Regions from separate parts of the Anser cygnoides genome. Here region 2 is linked to region 1. Evidence: chromatin contacts called from public Hi-C data. All regions are on one chromosome and are shown on one strand. The core of a region is the stretch at or near the end of the contact, and the rest is flanking DNA. Distances in the headings are between cores, read along the strand shown.

Region 1 (4,442 bases), core at 1,025-3,524:
GTATCTGATGTAAGGACTCCTTAACCATGTTAACTGTCTCAATGTAAAAGGAGCTTTTTGTAATTAGAAGTACAAGGGAATTTCTACCTCTTTCTGGGATGTAAGTGAACTCCATCTCCAGAAACTGTCCTGCAGTGTAATTGCATATAAATGCAGTGTAATTGCATATAATGTTTTGGAGAGCTTCAAAACCTCCTCTTAAGCAACTTATGACAAAAATTAAATACCATTACATTACATACAGTGAAAATCACTGTTTGTCTTCATGAAGGGAGCAGGTCTGGAGGAAGAAAAGAGCTGCTGTGATATGAGGAGATGTGGGAGTAGGAGAAGCTATTGATGGAGAGCTAGCACCAGGACCTGGCGTCTGAATTGAAAGAGGTGTTTTAAAGCAGAGCCATTTCTTTCGCAGTTATCACGCTTTTATTCTTTTTTTTTCCCTCCAAATACATTTTGTTCAGATTCTCTTGTGTTTCTTTGCTGACAGTTTTCCAGAGAACAAATGAGCACAAACAAAAACGCTTTGGCAATGCTGTGGTGTTTTCTGCCAAGCAGAAAATGTAAGGCAAATATTAAATGGTGTTCATAGAAAATTAATTTCAAAAGCATGATGATTCATTTTTTGTACCAATAGTTTTGACCTTAGCAACCCTACTCACAAAACATTGTGGGAGCCACGTGTACAGGTACAGGGATCGTCAGAGCTCCTGCATGACGCCAGGAATGGTCAGGTCCTGTTCTGGCTGGTGAGGGCCTCTCCAGCTATAAACCTAACTCTCAACAGATCTGTTTGGATGTTAAATATGAGTTGGTTTAATTTAATTTATAAAAACAAGCATGGTGCCTCTGTGACCTTCTAGACAGTTAGTTAAAAATGTAATCAACAAAACCGTTGTAAAGCCAGCAATAGCTCAACAAATAAGTCATAAAGCGCAGTTAAAAGATGCCATCACCAACAGCCTCTCCTCAAACTGCGTGTTTTCCTCATTTATCTGTGTATTTGCAAAACATGGCTGTGAACAAGGTGCTATTTTGCAACTTGGGACTGTCCTGGGAATGATGTGGGCCTTGTGCAGAGCAGCCTGCAGAGCAGGTTGGCTGCAGGGATAGAGAAAGTCTGAGCACTGTCCCCATTTCAGTCAGAAGGAGGAAAGACATGATGCCCATGGAAGAAATTTAGAAGGATTTAACCCTTCTGTGGTGGTTCTGCACTACCCTGCTACATGTGTGAGAGGCAAGTCCATCACTAAATTTGTATTCCACAGTGTATGGAAGAGAGAAAGTCAGCCTGGGATCACCTGTGTTACTCAGGTCACATAGCATCTAGGGGTATGTGATCTCCAGATGTGGACCACTCTACTTGCCTTAGCTCTCAGGTCTCCCCTCTTGTACACACGTGTTAGTCACAAGCCCTCAGTGACCCAGGTGGAGAGGAGGACAATGGTCTGGGAGAAGAACTAATTTTCCATCCAACTCCACGCTCTGTACTTTTAAACTTTACTGTGACTTCTTCTTGCCCAGGGGTGCACTCCAGCAGCTTGGAGAGCTGCACAAAGTGTGTCACAACACAGTCCCTTGGGGACCAGCATGGTGGAAAGCACAGAAGACCTGGAGATGTCTCCCAAGAGCTGAACAGCAAATCAGAGAGGGCCGAGCTGTCCATGGAGAAGAAAGCACCTCTAGGTGCTGGTTATGCTTTGCCATCAGGATTTTAAAGGGAAGGAGAAAAAGTACATGCTGGTCCCTAGAACCAAATGTTGTGCATGGAACAATTGATCTAACACCTGAAATTATTGCTCTATGCACAATCATTTACATGTGAATCAGAAAAATTTTTGTCCCAACCCTGCAGCATGGTAGACCACAGTGCTACAGAAATATGCCACAAAGCTGCACAGGATGAGGAGCGTAAACAGCAGCAGTGATACCACCAACAGAGGGAGGAGACAGAGGGAGGGTGGTTCCACGGTGCTGAGTCACAGTGTTGCCCAGACAAGGTCTGGGTGCAGAGTAGGCAGGATTACAGGAGGCGAGAGAGTGAGTGGGGACAAATCTCACTGCTTTGGGTGTCACTGGCTAGCAGAGTATCAGGTCACTGACTGCAAGCTCTGGGAGCTGAGCTGGCAAAATTTAAAGCAGAGGGAGCGTGGGGGTTGGGGAGAAGGGGGGGGGGAATCTTGGTGTTGACTCTCCAGAGAGGCCATAAAATGGAAGTTATGAAAACAGTGAAGTGTGGCAGAGGGCCATTGGGTTATGTCAATTCTCCACAACTGGAATTTGGATTGTGAGCAAAATGTGCTGGGCGTGTCTTATCAATTGCATAAAATCAGTATGTATTCATGGATCAGGCATGTGAGATAAGGCAGAAACAGATACATAACTTTCACTTCAGCTGCTACAGTACAGGCTTGTTGGTGGCTTGCTATGCCTTCCTCATTTTGCCGTGAGTGAATGAAAAAAGACAGAGGAGCGATGCAAGTATTTGAAATGTGTTTTTACAGAGGTGGTTTCATCCGTTGGATTGAATGTTTGCAGTTGCACTGTAGCTAATTCAGACTCTCAGCAGCTCTCCCAAGGCTGAGAGCTGTTGCTGGACAAGCACTGTGCATGACAAAACACATTTTGCATTTTATCCTATTTTAGGCAGGTCCTGTAGCAAGCACAGTTTCTACAAGCATCCCTTTTCTACACTCACTAACTAAACTCAGTGCCCTGTGCTGCGTTTGAATCAGCGTGGTGCTGCTGCGTGTTGTCTCGGCACCAGTGGGTGCTATAGTTACGGGTATATCCCGGCGTCCGTTTCCCCTAATAAGCAAACTGTTTAAAGAGGTAAAGGATGAAGGGCTGGAGCTGAACATGCAACAACTCAAGTAAAGTGCTGCTTGGAGCAGCACCCCTGTCACTCAGTCCAGTGAGTAGCTGTGGAATAGTTTGTATTGAGTACTAATGTGAGCAAACACCAGTTTCTCGTAGTCGGGAGTCCATTCTTGTAACTGGTGCTTTTTCACATATTTTTTTTTAATGAATTTGTGTGGTCTTTATAACTGAAAGCCAGGTTTCGGTGCAGCTTGCCATAGCTGGGGCAGATGGTGCTAAGAGAAGTAAGAGTCCACAGCTGGGTCTGAGAACTCCGATCAGCTTGTTCAGTGGCATTATTTGTCGGTGCATTTACAGTCCTGGCATCGTCCGTGGTCCTCGAGGGGAATGTCTGAAATTCAGGTGAGCCCGTTCAGCCCAGAAGGATCGCAGAGCTCCTCCTAGTGAGTTTATGTGCTGTGAGATGCGCTCAGCTCGGGGCAGGCTGGTGAGCAGGCAGCGCACGGCAGTCCCGGGCAAGGAAACTTCTGGCTGAAGGTGTGGGTTAAACCCAGGTCATAATATGTGTTCAGCTAATTTGCTTGTAATTTCTTTGGCAAGGACCTGGGGATGTGCACACGTGCGTAGATACACATATGCTTTCCATCTCCTCCTGTGTGGAAGCAGGCACAGCTCCTGTTTTTCCTGTGTAGGATCTGTGATCTATTCTGGTAGCTGCATAGTGCAGTGCTGCCTCCAGTAAATATTCACAGATTTCCTTGTAAGCTGATGCGTTATTTTTTTTCCTCTCTCCTGTGTGGATACACAAAGGCATGTGTTGTACCTGCTTTACCCTGTGGGATCTACATAATCAGGTCCACGGGTTTTAATGGATTTCAACTCCCTCCAGTGTATATAGATGCGGTTTCCTGTCTTGTTTTGAGCAGGAAGAGCTGAGTCTTTTTTGGTCTTAGCATTCCTGCTTGCCTGGGCTTTGGGAAGAGTTCTCTGGCTATTTTCCTGTTTGATTTTTGTGTGTGTTTTGTTTTAAGCAGGACAGAGTGCATGTGTGTATGTAATCCATGTGCTCAATTAGGAGAGGCATCTGTTGGGTTTATTTCACATTGCCGAGGAAGGACTGCAAGCAGGGAGCATCTGCTCGGCTTTTTGTCAATGGCTTGTTTTTCATAATTTGCTCTACAGGGTGAATGTTTGGGGAGGGGGAGGTGGCGCTTTATTTCTGAGTTTCATCTTAAGTTTATTTTTATGGTAGCCAAGGAAATTGATTGGCATTTGAAAGTTAATTTTGCTAAGAAAAGAACTGAAGAGGGAGAAACAAAACCATCCAAAGTAAATAGCATTTATGTAACATTAGCAATACACTCAGAAGGACTCTTATAAACCATTATTTTTTGTATTATAATGAAAAATTAAAAAGAATTTGTTATGATTCTTCTGTTAATGTCTGTGGGGTTTTTTTGGTTTGTTTGTTTCATTTTAATTTATTTATATATATATTTAAACTAGCAAGTTTTGGTTAGATTTTGTTTTGGGAAAGATACAAAAGGCATCCAACACTAAGATGCTTTTTTGGCATTTTGTCAACACCAGAAAGAAAAAAAAAAGTGCCTGGTTTTAAAATAGAG
Region 2 (4,442 bases), core at 996-3,495, 94 kb after region 1:
AGGCTACCCCAGAACATCCCCTACATAAGTCCCTAAAATTCATATTTCCAGGAAAGTCTCCCATAACATCTGATTAAAACTTGTCATGGGGGCTGCTGGGGACATGGGGAGCTGGGAAGGCTCACTGGAAAGCATGTCCACACTCCGGCTGATGTGCTTTCTTCTGGGAACTCTGTTCCCTCCCCTGTCAGGCAATGCCACCTCTGTCCCTTGCTTTGCACACCATGAGGTCACCATCCCAGCCTGCGTGATGACATGACGATTAGCCTGTTATCTCCTCTCTGATCACAACAATGTACATTTCTGCAATTTCTTCTTGTCACACGGGGAGCCAGTGACCTCACTGCCCCAGCATTTATCACTTTTATGGCCATGCAGCATTGGGAAGAAATCAGCCAGGTGGAAGGCAGGGGGCTGGATCGAGGAAAGTCCACCTAGCAAGTGCAAAGCTCGCTCTTTGGTCCTTCCTTTGCCTGTGTCACCTCCCATGCCCCACAGCCATTAACGGCACCCTCACACTCTCCATGCAGTTCCTGGGGGGCCAAAGCCACCTGATGACAGGGGGCTCCTGCTTGGTGGCAACAGTGGCAGGGGTGGCAGCGGGTGCTCTTGGGGTGGCACCTGCCCTGCAGTGCAGGTGTGTGGCACGTCCCCTGCCCGTGCTGCCCCAACCCAGCCCTGCCGCTGTGGCTGGGACCCCCGCTGCTTTTCCGTCCCGCTTGCCCAGATTTCCTTCGCGGGGAAAACAGGATACGAGCAGGGGGGGCAGGGAGCGGAGTGTGCCTCCGGCTCATCCTGACACGGAGGGGACAAACACAAACATGCCCGTCCACACGGGCGGCGGGAAGCACCGTCGGGTACACACATTTTCCTCTGCTCAGCCTGGGGAGAAGCACGGGAGACCATCAATGCAGCACCTCTGCTGTGGCTTGAACAGTGCAAGAATCCCCTTTCCTTGTCTCTTTCTGCTCCCCAGTTTTGAATAATTGGCTCCCTGTTTTGAGTGGTTGACATTTTGAAGGGCACCAGCCATAGGCTTGCCAGGCACCTTGGTGGTGCATCATTATGGTGCTCAGCTCCAGAGCTGGGGTCCAGATGGAGTCAGGCGTGTTCCCACATCTAAAGAGACCGAGCAAGTTGGCTCAAGGGAGGCAGGGACCGGCCAGTTCTCATGTTAGGTGAGATGTCGAGTTCATGCCATGCCTGAGTCTGTTGATGAAGCCCAGGGGAAAAAAAGAGCCCAAGCTTCATGTGGTTGAGTGTGCAAAGATCAGAGGAGCAGGAGAGCAGTTTGTGGTTTTTTTTGCCATTACAGGCAGCAGGTCTGGCTCTGAATGCGTGTGGGGATCAGATCAGGCAAGGCCTATTTACACAAAGCACTTTTCTGAGGATGACTGCACTTTAACACCATTACTGTAAAAAAGGAAGGAAAAAAAAACAGCCTGAACATTTGAAGGAAAAGCTCTTGTTTCCTGTAAGGAGGCTCAGGCAGCGAAGGCTGCACCTCTGCCGTCTGTGTCTCCCTGAGGTACTTTAGCCTCAGGTACAGCTCTTGGTGGGAAAAGGCCGGACCCGTGCCAACCTCTGAAAGGCAGCACAGGCGTTTTCTGGTGACCGCCGGGCTGGTGACCTTTGTGCTCATGTCATGAAAGCAGCTGATGTCACACTCAGGTTCCTAACAAGCTCTCCCATTCCCTACGCTGTGCGTTTGTGAACTTTGTTTCTGCTTGCAGCACCTGAACCCCGACGCTCCTGGCCAGGCTCCCGCTCAGCCCGTACCGGCGGCGTGCCAAGCTGCGACTTGGCAAGGGAGAGACACCGAGCCTGCTTGCTGTTCGCTTAAAGTGCCCAGTGGAAGTTCTCCAAACCACACTGGCTTGGAAGTAAGCTGGAAATATCACAGATTTTTTGCAAGACTTCTGATACTTCCTATTCCAGGTCAGGCTGGAAGTGTTAAAGCAGCTCCCCTTGTGATAACTCTGCTCCTGTGCCTTTGTCTCGAAGAGGCAGCAGGACACTGAGTGATGTGGGTAAGCTGAAGCAAGCCAAGAGATAAGAAAGCAAAAACGTGTTTGGTTTAGTTGCAGAAAGCAAGGTTTAGGCATGAAAACACACCCAATACCAGGGCTTTTGTTTTTACAGCCTCGTCCTAAAGCTCTGTTTTGCCTGCAATGCAAAGCGGCCACAAAAGCAGTGCCAATGTTTTGCATCCTCTTGTCCTCACCTGAGTCATGCAAAGCAGTCAGGGCTTGAAAGTGAGCCTCTCCTGGCCGCTCCTTATGGCTGATGCTTGCTGCACGTAGCATGCAGGCTGGGGAGGGCTGGCGGCCAGCCCAACCCACCTCAAGCAAGGTGGCCCATTTGCCGTCAGAGCCCCTGTCTTCCTCCTGCAACAGAGTGGTGATCCTGCAAGCTCCTCCTTACCAGCCGGTCCTGGGCTCTCACTCTCCGGGTTGTAGCAGGATGGTGTTTTGGGGATGCATCTTGCAAGGACAGCCATTTGGGCTGCCTTGGTGCAGGGCTGCAGGTGACAACCTTCTCTCTGTGGACAAGTCACTCACTCCCACCGTTTCTCAGTTGCCCTGCTGACAAAGATGACCATTTGTCATTTGCAACCTTTCACCCCCTGTCCCCAGCCAGGAGACCTTCCCTGAGGGGACAGCAGAAGGCAAATGTAGTTTGAAGTGGAGGGGCTGTACCAGCACCGTTCTGGGCTCAGCGGAGTTACTGCAAGGCTGGGTGGGAGAAAAAACGGGTTAGGGAGGAAGAATATCCCCAGGGTCTGCTCCTCGCACCTTTGGTGTCTCTGCTCCATGAGACAGTGGTGGGGAAGGAAGTATTGCCTCCCTTCCTCTGCTTTTCAGGAGACACAGAGCAGGGACAAGCCCAGAGCCCCATCCCTGGTTGGTGTAGGGGCAGGACATGGCTCTCTGCAGTCCTGAGGCCTGGTCTCTGTCACCCCGAGATGACTTCAGCAAAACAGGCCACTGAGAGGTGCTTTCAGCTCATGATCTAAGGTGCATCCTTTATTCTCCCTGTCATAATGGGGCAGGATTCAAGAACTTCTCTCCTCAAATACATCTTACCTTCAGTTTATAACTGTGGGGCAGCTGGTGAGTCCCTCTGCACTCGCAAAGACCCGGTCCGTAATTTGCTCCTGGAAGGAGCACGGAGAGCTGAGCTGGCCCTAGGCTCAAGTCATCTGCAAGACTGCCCATGTCGGGGGACCATGGCAGCAGAAAAAGACAAGAAATCTGCTTTGAAATAGCCTTTGTAAAGCTCACCTCTAATTGATACTTGGGGCTTCACACTGCTGAAGCACAACACTTCCAGGAGGACAACCCAAAATCTGTCCTTTGTTATTTCTAGGAAAATTCTGGGAGAAGCTGAGAAAAAGGGGCTTTTTTCCTTGGATCGCCTCAAGAAGCACCGGTGGATATCTGACAACATGGGGATAGGAAATGTTGCAGCGTAGGCAGCCAGCTTCTCCTGCTGCTGCTGTGAAACGAAACACAAACACTTTGATCCTATAAGCGAAGAGTTGATCCTTGCTTGTAGTATGCTAGTTATGAGCAATTCGGATAGATACTGCACAGAGATTGGGTTACGGCTGATAAAACATGCTGGGAGGGCATCTCCCTCCTTTTTAGATGCAGGGGATTACATCCGAGTTCCTGGCCATGTTGCCACACCGAGACCATCCCCCAGTTGATTTTGGGAAGTGGGACCATATGAAAAACCACGGTCAGAAACATCTGGGAAAGCAAGCTGGCCTGTCCAAAGTTTACATTGTCAGCCCAATCCAGATAAAATGAGAGCTGCTTCAAGTTGTTAACCCCAGGGGCACTTGGAATCAGAGATCTGTGTCAGATCCAAATAAAATAAAAAACCATCCCAAATAAAAAACCATCCCAAAATGTAGCCTAAAATGCAAATTAAACCAGAATAGGAACCATTTGTTTAAAAGAGTAATCATATAAACAAAGGACCAAAAAAAAAAAAAAAAAAAAAGAAAGAGAAAAAGAAAGAAAAAAGAGAAAAAGAAAAAAGAAAGAAGAAAAAAAAAAGACAGAAAGAGCACGTATTTGCTTTTAAGCAAATAAGAGGTTCCCCACCATTTTCTGTCCCTGAAGGATGGAGATGGTGTTTATTCTCCACGCAGTGAGGCAGACAGGTCTCTGTGCTAGAATGGCTCATAAAAGCAACCCTTGGCTCTGCTGTCACATCTGTTCCTGCTGCATCCCCAACGATGCCTTTTCCAGGAGGCTGAGCGAGCAAGACAGAAGTCCTAAAGTTTGAACCGTGGTTCAGGACTCAGCATGGGGAATGAGATAGCAGCCAGAGAAGATTTACACAATCGAAATCCTCCTCAAGACCCGTGTCAGCAAACATACACCGGGCTGCTTTGTGTTGCATGATGCTGCCTACAGGTAGGGCTGCAG

What was found. Hi-C and Micro-C count contacts between places; a contact is called where the count stands out from the background.
Region 2: a Hi-C map of liver shows a contact between it and region 1, with 1.7 times the contacts expected there. The contact joins two enhancer-like sites. A contact is called at or near these places in 2 of 7 Hi-C or Micro-C datasets (both in liver).

What each region holds. Positions count from the first base shown.
Region 1 is chr5:33,553,562-33,558,003 of Taihu_goose_T2T_genome, forward strand. LOC106040922 (a long non-coding RNA gene) reads left to right here. Exons shown (of 3, transcript XR_001210138.3): 3 at 1-4,312. Among named protein-coding and RNA genes, the nearest start is that of DLL4, 15 kb to the right of the region's middle. Within about 2 kb of position 2,275, at least 1 of the 3 cell types and tissues checked has open chromatin away from gene starts, as enhancers often do. A contact at or near this core is called in liver, where this site is marked.
Region 2 is chr5:33,647,661-33,652,102 of Taihu_goose_T2T_genome, forward strand. No RefSeq gene overlaps it. Among named protein-coding and RNA genes, the nearest start is that of VPS18, 49 kb to the right of the region's middle. Within about 2 kb of position 2,246, at least 2 of the 3 cell types and tissues checked have open chromatin away from gene starts, as enhancers often do. A contact at or near this core is called in liver, where this site is marked.